Linked DNA regions of Callithrix jacchus: region 2 is linked to region 1. Evidence: chromatin contacts called from public Hi-C data. All regions are on one chromosome and are shown on one strand. The core of a region is the stretch at or near the end of the contact, and the rest is flanking DNA. Distances in the headings are between cores, read along the strand shown.

Region 1 (3,961 bases), core at 863-3,362:
GGAGAGAATTCTAACCGAGGCAATCTACCTCCAGGGCCTGCACTGTTATCACATCAAAATCCCTCAGGTAAGTCTGTTTTCCCTAAGTTTTACAAGAAAAAAATTGTCTCATTTATCTCTGTAGCCCCAGTGCCTAGCACATGTAATAAACTCAGCAGGTATTTATTGAACTAGCTTGATTCACTTAACAAATATTTACTTTAGATTTTACAAATAAGTTATTCAAGTATTTAAATATAAATTTAAATGGAGATGGAGATTTAAATTTACCTTTACAAAATATACGAAAATACAAAGTGTTACACCAAATCTCCTAAAACAAATTCATTGTAATTGTGGACCTGACTATGCATAAACTTGTAATTAAGTATTTTGAAACATACCTGGTTTCTGGGTTGTACCTTGCGGAAAAGCAAATATAGTAAATAGAAGTTGCCAACACTGAAGAGAAGATTAACAAATCTGAGCATACCAATGGAGCAGACAACATGTTCGGACCATCCAAAGATCCAACTGGCAGGTTTGACCACTCCAACTGACACCAGGTATAAGCCAGGTAATGTAGTAATCATGGGATCCCACTTTAAAATGAAAGAAAATAAAGTCAAAGCAAGAGGTAATACGAACAAGGCAGACACAAACATGTCGAGCCCAAGTCTCATCTCCAGCCACAATCAGAAATTTTGAGAAGTTATTCTATGACAAGCTTAAGTCAGTCCTTAGCAGCACAGGACTAGTTTTTCCTATTTTTTACCCCTGGACCTGCTTAGTGATTGTTCAGGTGGCAACAACCAATAAATAACAACTTAAAATCGATTTCTATTTTCCAAGAAATTTTCTTTAGAAAGCCTTTATTTTGGTAACTAAACTGCAAATGCTCCAGTTTTAAAAAGCATGGAACCATTGGTTGGAACTCTAAGTTTAGGAAAACATTTGGGCTACAGGCTTCATAATGACAGCTAATAGGAACTGAGCCAGAAATTGTGCCAAACCCTCTGTATTAACCTTACGACATGCTCTGTAGTAGAGAGTATTACTGTCATTTTGCAGATGAGTAACCCGAATTTCTGAAACTCAGAACACTTCCAAGATCACAAAACTAGTAAATCACAGCACTATGATTTATGATCAGGTCTTTCTCTAAAACAGACTTCATATTTCCAACCAGTACCCAAATATATTGTGTCACTAGAAAAGGAGGGGATGTTTATTTTGATGTTTATTATGTATATACTTGCATAGTCAAATATATATTAAAAAATGATATGACTTGACTGGTTGCCAGTTTATTCAGTTAACAGATAGTTCACTAAATATACCCAGGGAAGGAATTTTGTGATTGTAAATTGTTACTTTTTGGTAGCTGAAGACCCCTCCAGTCCACCCTATCCCATCCCTAAAATGCATAGTTAGATGCTTGACAGGTGAGTTAAAGGGAAGTTTTCTGATATTTCTAAGGAGCACCCTAATGCCTTTAATCCTGAGACAAGGAAAGACAAAGTGGAATAGATATCGTCAGCAGCCAACAGGGGCGCTCAGTTCCCCATTAAGTATTCTACCAGATCATTCCTTCTTGGGAGACAGATATGCTGTTTATTCATTAATTTAACAAATATTTCACAAATCTTAGAGACAGGAACAAAAGACAATTTCTTTCATGTTTTGAGGCTGGAAGGGTGGAACGGGGCGAGTTAAGTCTAAGAATAGGAGAAGAACCTGGGGACGCTGAGCCCTCTCAGGCCGGTCCTAGGGTGGGGACAGGTTAGGAACCCCACCTGGGAAAGGGAGAAATGGCCCTCACAGTAGCGCTGCGCCTGAGGCAGGTGGAAGATTTCGTCCATGTAGGGCTCTCGCAGCGCCCGGCTGAAGGCGGAGAAAAGGAGGCAAGACACTAAAAAGGTACAGCTCAACGCAGCCGAGAAATAGTAACCCTCTAGCTGCGCCATTACTGCTCCCAAAGCCACTGGCCAAAGATCCACTCCTGGAAAATTCTGAGCGAGGAAATCCGAGCTGGAAACTTGGGCTCGAAATGGGCGCGCTAGGCGGGACTAACCGGACGGGGCCACATACCGGAAGGCAGAGGATGCTGGGAGAGCGCGGATCCGGAAAGATCGGGTCTCTGTTTCCTGGGTGACGGGTTTGATAACGGACCGGATGATTACCCTGTCAATCATATTGCCCGGGGCGCACTGAGGGTCAGAACTTCCGGAAAGGGCGGGTCTCGGAATTCGCCGCGTGGGAAGTACGCGGCTTGCTGCTTTAAAAAAAAAGCGGCTTCTTAGGTTGGATCTGTTTTTTTCCTGTTCATATCCAATTTTTACCAGAAGATGGCGAGGTATCCCCACGTTTCCACTTCCAAGCCCTAAAGTTTACACCTTTACCCCCAGTTATATCTGTTATTTTTCTCCAGTAATCCGAATTAAAACCTCAATTTCAAGACATTTTGTTCCCTCAACTTTGGAGGGTGGAAAAGGGGCGTTGGTTGTGATAGCAAAGATTGAGACTTTCAGATGAAAACTTGAAGAACCAGACAGAGACCCTTCAGTACCCAATGAACTTCAGTGAGAGGTGAGAGGAGGTTTTTGTTTTGAGGTAAAAAGAGAACTCTTCATTCCTAGTGCACTCTGGTAGCCAATATCTCAGTACCCTGTAGGATTTGGAAAAAAAAAAAAAACTTTAGAATTTTGGGATGTTTTAGGTAAGGAAGAATTCTCTGTGCCTGTAAATTTGGTTGTTAATATCTGTATGGCAGCGTTCTATTTTTCCTACTAAATCATAAGCGCGAACATCTTAATGGGTGGCACTCTACATCCTTTTTGTTTGTAGTCCCCCAGATGGCTCTCACACAGGCACTTAAATTTGTAGACTTTTATAGGCTGTATAGACATCATAAAATTCCTGTATTCTGGGATTAGGGTTTGGGGGCAGGAGATGAGGTAAATTATTTGAATGCCGGAGATAAATTATGTGTTACGATTTTGTCTTGAGCGTGGTTGGCCATATTTTGTAGAAAAATGATCTCTCAGGTAACCTCAGTCAGGTTGCCTTTGGCAAGAATATATAAGAAAGGAGTGAGGATTTAAGGTCGCAAATCACAAAGTTCTCAATTGAGCTCTTTTTCTGGGTCAAAAACTAATTCAGTCTTTCTGAACTTAAGAACATTTCTTAAATTAAGTGACTGCCTTTCTGTTCTGTCTCTGCCATTTCCTTAATTATAAGAGGAGGTAGTGGTGAATGAGGGCTAGGATGGGAACATTTACATTTCTGGAATAAAATCATGTGAGGATCTTACTCTGATGTGATGCTTAGTTTTGTTTTAAGCATGATCTCCCATTTTATTATTGAGTCCATGCTGAACTTACCTGTTTAAATTACTTGTAACAACATGTCCAGATTATTCAGTCTTCAGGAGGTTGATATCTACAAGTAATTAGCCCCTGACATGTTGAGTTGCTAAATCGTGTTGTATATATTCTGCAGCTTACTGACCCACCCTAGAAATAGTGGGTAGTTTCTAAAGGGAGTAGAACAAGACTAGACATTTATGCAATCCATTTTTCTTTATAATAATTGCCACCAAGAGTTTACATTAAACATTTGACTCCTATACATGCTGCACACATTCCTTTGCATGAAACGGAAAGTTTCAAGGAAATAGGGGGTTTTAGAATTGCTAGGGATCTTTATTAATAATCTACTTGACTTCATTTTATAGAAGCTGAAGTTTAAAAATGAACGACTTACCTAAAATTACAGCAAAAATTAGTGTTGGAACCAAGTGTAGGAATTAGAACATTAGACCAAGAGCAATAAAATAACTTTATAGTCTTATACTTTAAAATAATCTACAATGTATACCGAACTGAATGTTTACTAGTCCCAAGAAGTTTACATTTACATTGCATTCTCCTCTGTTTCCATAAACAAAGTTGAAATACAAGTTTCATCTTTTGTTTTGTTT
Region 2 (3,961 bases), core at 492-2,991, 1.2 Mb after region 1:
TTTCCTTTCACTAAAGCTTTTCTCTTGAGTTTTTGGCTTTCACGTGACAAGTGGCCCAGACATGAGTTTCCTTACGTGTACTCAGGAGAATTTCCTGCCATGCCTACTGAAATCTGGCCTGATCAAAGTGGTGGACCATATGACTGCAAATTGTTCTTCTGAAGTGGCTCATGCCAGGACGGTCTCGATCTCCTGACCTCGTGATCTACCCGCCTTGGCCTCCCAAAGTGCTGGGATTACACAGTGCCCAGCCTAGAGTGACACTTTTTTAAAAAACACTGCAGATCAACAGGTTATGATTGCAAATTTTAAGATATTTTGAATAATAACGTGAAAGAACACACTATTTTCTTAAGCAGTAGGGAGTATAATAGTCTATTGAATGAGTATCTCAAAATCCTATTGAAGTCATTATTTGGCAATGAGAAACTAATTCACTGATAATTATACATGCAAAGGAACTAATTATTAAAATAAGTTTTCATTTTCATTAGATGACTTTGTAACGTTAAAAAATGGAAAAGTCTTGTAGGAAATGCTTTGGAACATGGCTCAGATCTTGGCCCCAGGACCAAGGCACTCAATGCCCCAGCTGCTGGGAGTGTTAGTGGAGTCCTTTTGTGCACCTCTCCCTCTCCAAAAGCCTTACCCAGCCTTTTGCTTCCTCCCTGGAAACGTCCACATTTAATGATCTGTCAGTTTGAGAGTCTAAAGTCTGCCCTCTGGTCTCAATTCAGGATGACTCAGAAAGGAAATCCCAGGATGACTCCAAAGCCTTTATGGGATTGCCTGAGGCCTCTATTACAAATTGTTTACAGTTCAACAACTTTCTCCCTCTACCCAACCCGGCTTCCCTCACTCCATTATAGGTGTTGTTCATAAGCACACTCCAATAATCCTCCTGCAAACCAGTCCTCCCTCCAACTCAGAGTCCAGGGAATTCTAACTAAGATGGTTTTGAAAGCGGTCCTACAAATCAGGCTCCGACATGGGATTTTGAAGCTAGATCACCTGTCAGCCAGCTGCCAATAAGAACCTCATCCCTGGTCAGTATTCAGAACACCTGTCCCGTTGCACGATGTGATTACTAATTGAGATGTGATTAGTAATTTGAATCCACTCATGCTAAGCTGTGTCCCAACCTAGTTACCTGTATTTAAAATAAACAAATCACAGGACTTGATGCATGTACTTTATTGGACTTTTTCTTGCTATAGCTTGTACAAGACTGCCACCTCCTGGAAAAGCTAATGAATATTGAAGACTGAGGTGCAATTAGAGAATCAGTACTATGAAATTGCTTGCGTCTCAGCAGCAACTCCTTAACTGTCCTGAAGTTAAACCAATTCGTAACCTTTCTCAACATCTGTGAGCAGCTTTTTGCATGAAACCAGGATTTCAAACAACTTGCGCACCACAATCTTTTTAAGTGAAAATTCAAATACAAGTTAACATTGGCGGAACGTTAGGTGCCAAAGGCTTTAATTCTTAAGTCTCACAACAGCCTTATGAGGTAGGAACTATTATAAGCAGATCCTCACTGCGGATGAAGAAATTAAGCTTTAAGGAACTTAGCGCGACGGACCTGAGATGGAATCGCCACCTGGAGCCCGAACTCTGTTGCTGAGAGCGCAAGCTCGGTAACTACGTAACCGCCTCGGGCATGCGCAGAAAAACATTGAAACGCCTTCCCTGGGAGCTGTTAGCATGTGGGTGTGACGGGGGCCTCTACAATCCCAGCATTCCTTTCGTGCCGCCACCAAGATGGCGGCGCCCATCTTTCGGTGCTTTTCCTGGTTCCGGTGGTCTGGTACCCTAAATCTCTCAGGATTCTTGCCCCTGGGGCTACGTAAGGCCCACTCGGGCGCTGATGGGTTACTGGCAGCGCAGAAGGCTCGGGGTCTGTTCAAGGACTTCTTCCCAGAGAGGGGGACGAAAATAGAGCTCCCAGAGCTCTTCAACCGTGGCACGGCGAGTTTTCCCCAAACCATTTACTGTGGTTTCGACCCCACGGCCGACTCGCTTCATGTGGGTCATCTGCTAGCGCTGCTGGGCCTGTTTCATTTACAGCGAGCGGGCCACAACGTGATCGCGCTGGTGGGAGGCGCCACGGCGCGCCTGGGAGACCCGAGCGGCCGGACCAAGGAGCGCGAAGCGCTGGAGAAAGAGAGCGTGCAAGCCAACGCGCGCGCCCTGCGCTTAGAGCTTGAGGCCCTAGCGGCAAATCACCAGCAGCTTTTCTCTGATGGGCGCCCCTGGGGCAGCTTCACCGTGCTGGACAACTCGGCCTGGTACCAGAAGCAGCACCTGGTGGACTTCCTGGCGGCAGTGGGGGGTCACTTCCGCATGGGGACGCTGCTGAGCCGGCAGAGCGTGCAGATGCGGCTCAAGAGCCCCGAGGGCATGAGCTTGGCCGAGTTCTTTTACCAGGTGCTCCAGGCCTATGACTTCTATTACCTCTTCCAGCGTTATGGATGCAGGGTCCAGCTGGGCGGATCTGATCAGCTGGGCAACATCATGTCTGGATATGAGTTCATCCACAAGTAAGTGCCTTTAGAACCGGGGGGAATCTTGGGACTAAATAATTTACACACGAGTAGCCTGTGTTTCACTCTTAGGATTGTAGGTTGCTGCCCTTCGTTCCAGCTCTTGGTTTTATCCCCATTAAGGCTCTATAATGGCATTAATAACACTGGCTGATACAAACTAAAGGGCTGAATTAAGGATATTAAGAGTAAACGGTGTATGCCAAAAATTATCTGGGTGTGGTGGCGCACCCCTGTAATACCAGCTACTTGGGAGGCTGAGGTAGGAGAATCGCTTGAAACTGGGAGGTGGAGCTTGCAGTGAGCCGAGATCGCGCTACTGCACTCCAGCCTGGGCAACAGAGGGAGACTCCCTCTCAAAAAAAAAAAAAAAAAAACAGTGTATTCTAAAGCCCTGCAGGAAACAGACCACTAGTCAAGATTTATTTGGTCAGGATCGGTTTGTTTTGCTTCCTGTAAGTCGTCCTCCCTTATTAGAGAAACTGCTTTTGTATGTTTACACCAGAACGTGACTGGACCTCCTTGAGTAGCCAGCCTCTGCTTTAGGTCTGCACCCTCCATGAAACTAGTGTCAGCCCTTGGTTGGTATCTCAAAAAGTTTTTTCAACTGCAAATATTTGACAAGTAATGTGGGTCTAATAGCATTGTCTTGAGAGAGATGACATAAGGCTAGCTCCTGTGCTACAGAGTAAAACACATGTTTAAAGCCGTTTAGAACATTTCCTTTAGTGTCTCTTCCTGACACCTCTTCACCAAACTCTCCCCTTCCCACTCAGCCTTGCAAAATCTCTAGTCCATTGTTATGTAGCACTTCCCTTTGGCCTGCCTAGAACCTGCCTGGTACCACTCGCTGCGTTCGGAATGAATACGGTGAGTACTGTAATAGCACATGAGAGGGACAAGAATTCAGATTTAGGAGGTCAAGGAAGTTTTCCTGGAGCAAGTAACCAAAAAGAAATTTGGAGGGTAAACAGTGGAACCTACCACCACTTGTGCTTTAGGCACATAATGAAGTTGTTCTTTTTGCATAGGTTGACTGGAGAAGATGTATTTGGAATCACTGTTCCTCTAATTACAAGTACAACTGGAGCAAAGCTGGGAAAGTCTGCTGGCAACGCTGTTTGGCTAAACAGAGATAAGACATCTCCATTTGAATTGTATCAATTCTTTGTCAGACAGCCAGACGATTCAGTGGAAAGGTGAGTTCTGAGTAGTGGGCTGAGAAAAATTGACACTATAAACTCATGATGTAATTTTAGCCATTGAATCTGTGTACATTTTATAGTTTTTTGTTCGTTTGTTTTTAACATAGTTTCTGTCTGCACATAAACCATTATGTCATAGAAGACTAATGTTTACTCTGTTCTAAAGTTAAACACTTTGTCGGTTAAAGCAGAAAAACCGCAGCGGGTGAC

Evidence for each region. A called contact is a pair of places that touch in the nucleus more often than the background predicts.
Region 2: a contact with region 1 is called in a Hi-C map of skeletal muscle, with 9 times the contacts expected there. The contact joins the promoter of YARS2 here to the promoter of ALG10 in region 1. A contact is called at or near these places in 2 of 3 Hi-C or Micro-C datasets (both in skeletal muscle).

What each region holds. Positions count from the first base shown.
Region 1 is chr9:37,480,961-37,484,921 of calJac240_pri, forward strand. It overlaps ALG10 (ALG10 alpha-1,2-glucosyltransferase), which reads right to left and starts at 2,113. Exons shown (of 3, transcript XM_035255837.3): 1 at 2,071-2,113; 2 at 384-581. The coding sequence starts at 572.
Region 2 is chr9:38,722,415-38,726,375 of calJac240_pri, forward strand. YARS2 (tyrosyl-tRNA synthetase 2) reads left to right here and starts at 1,742. Exons shown (of 6, transcript XR_004728704.3): 1 at 1,742-2,543; 2 at 3,578-3,745.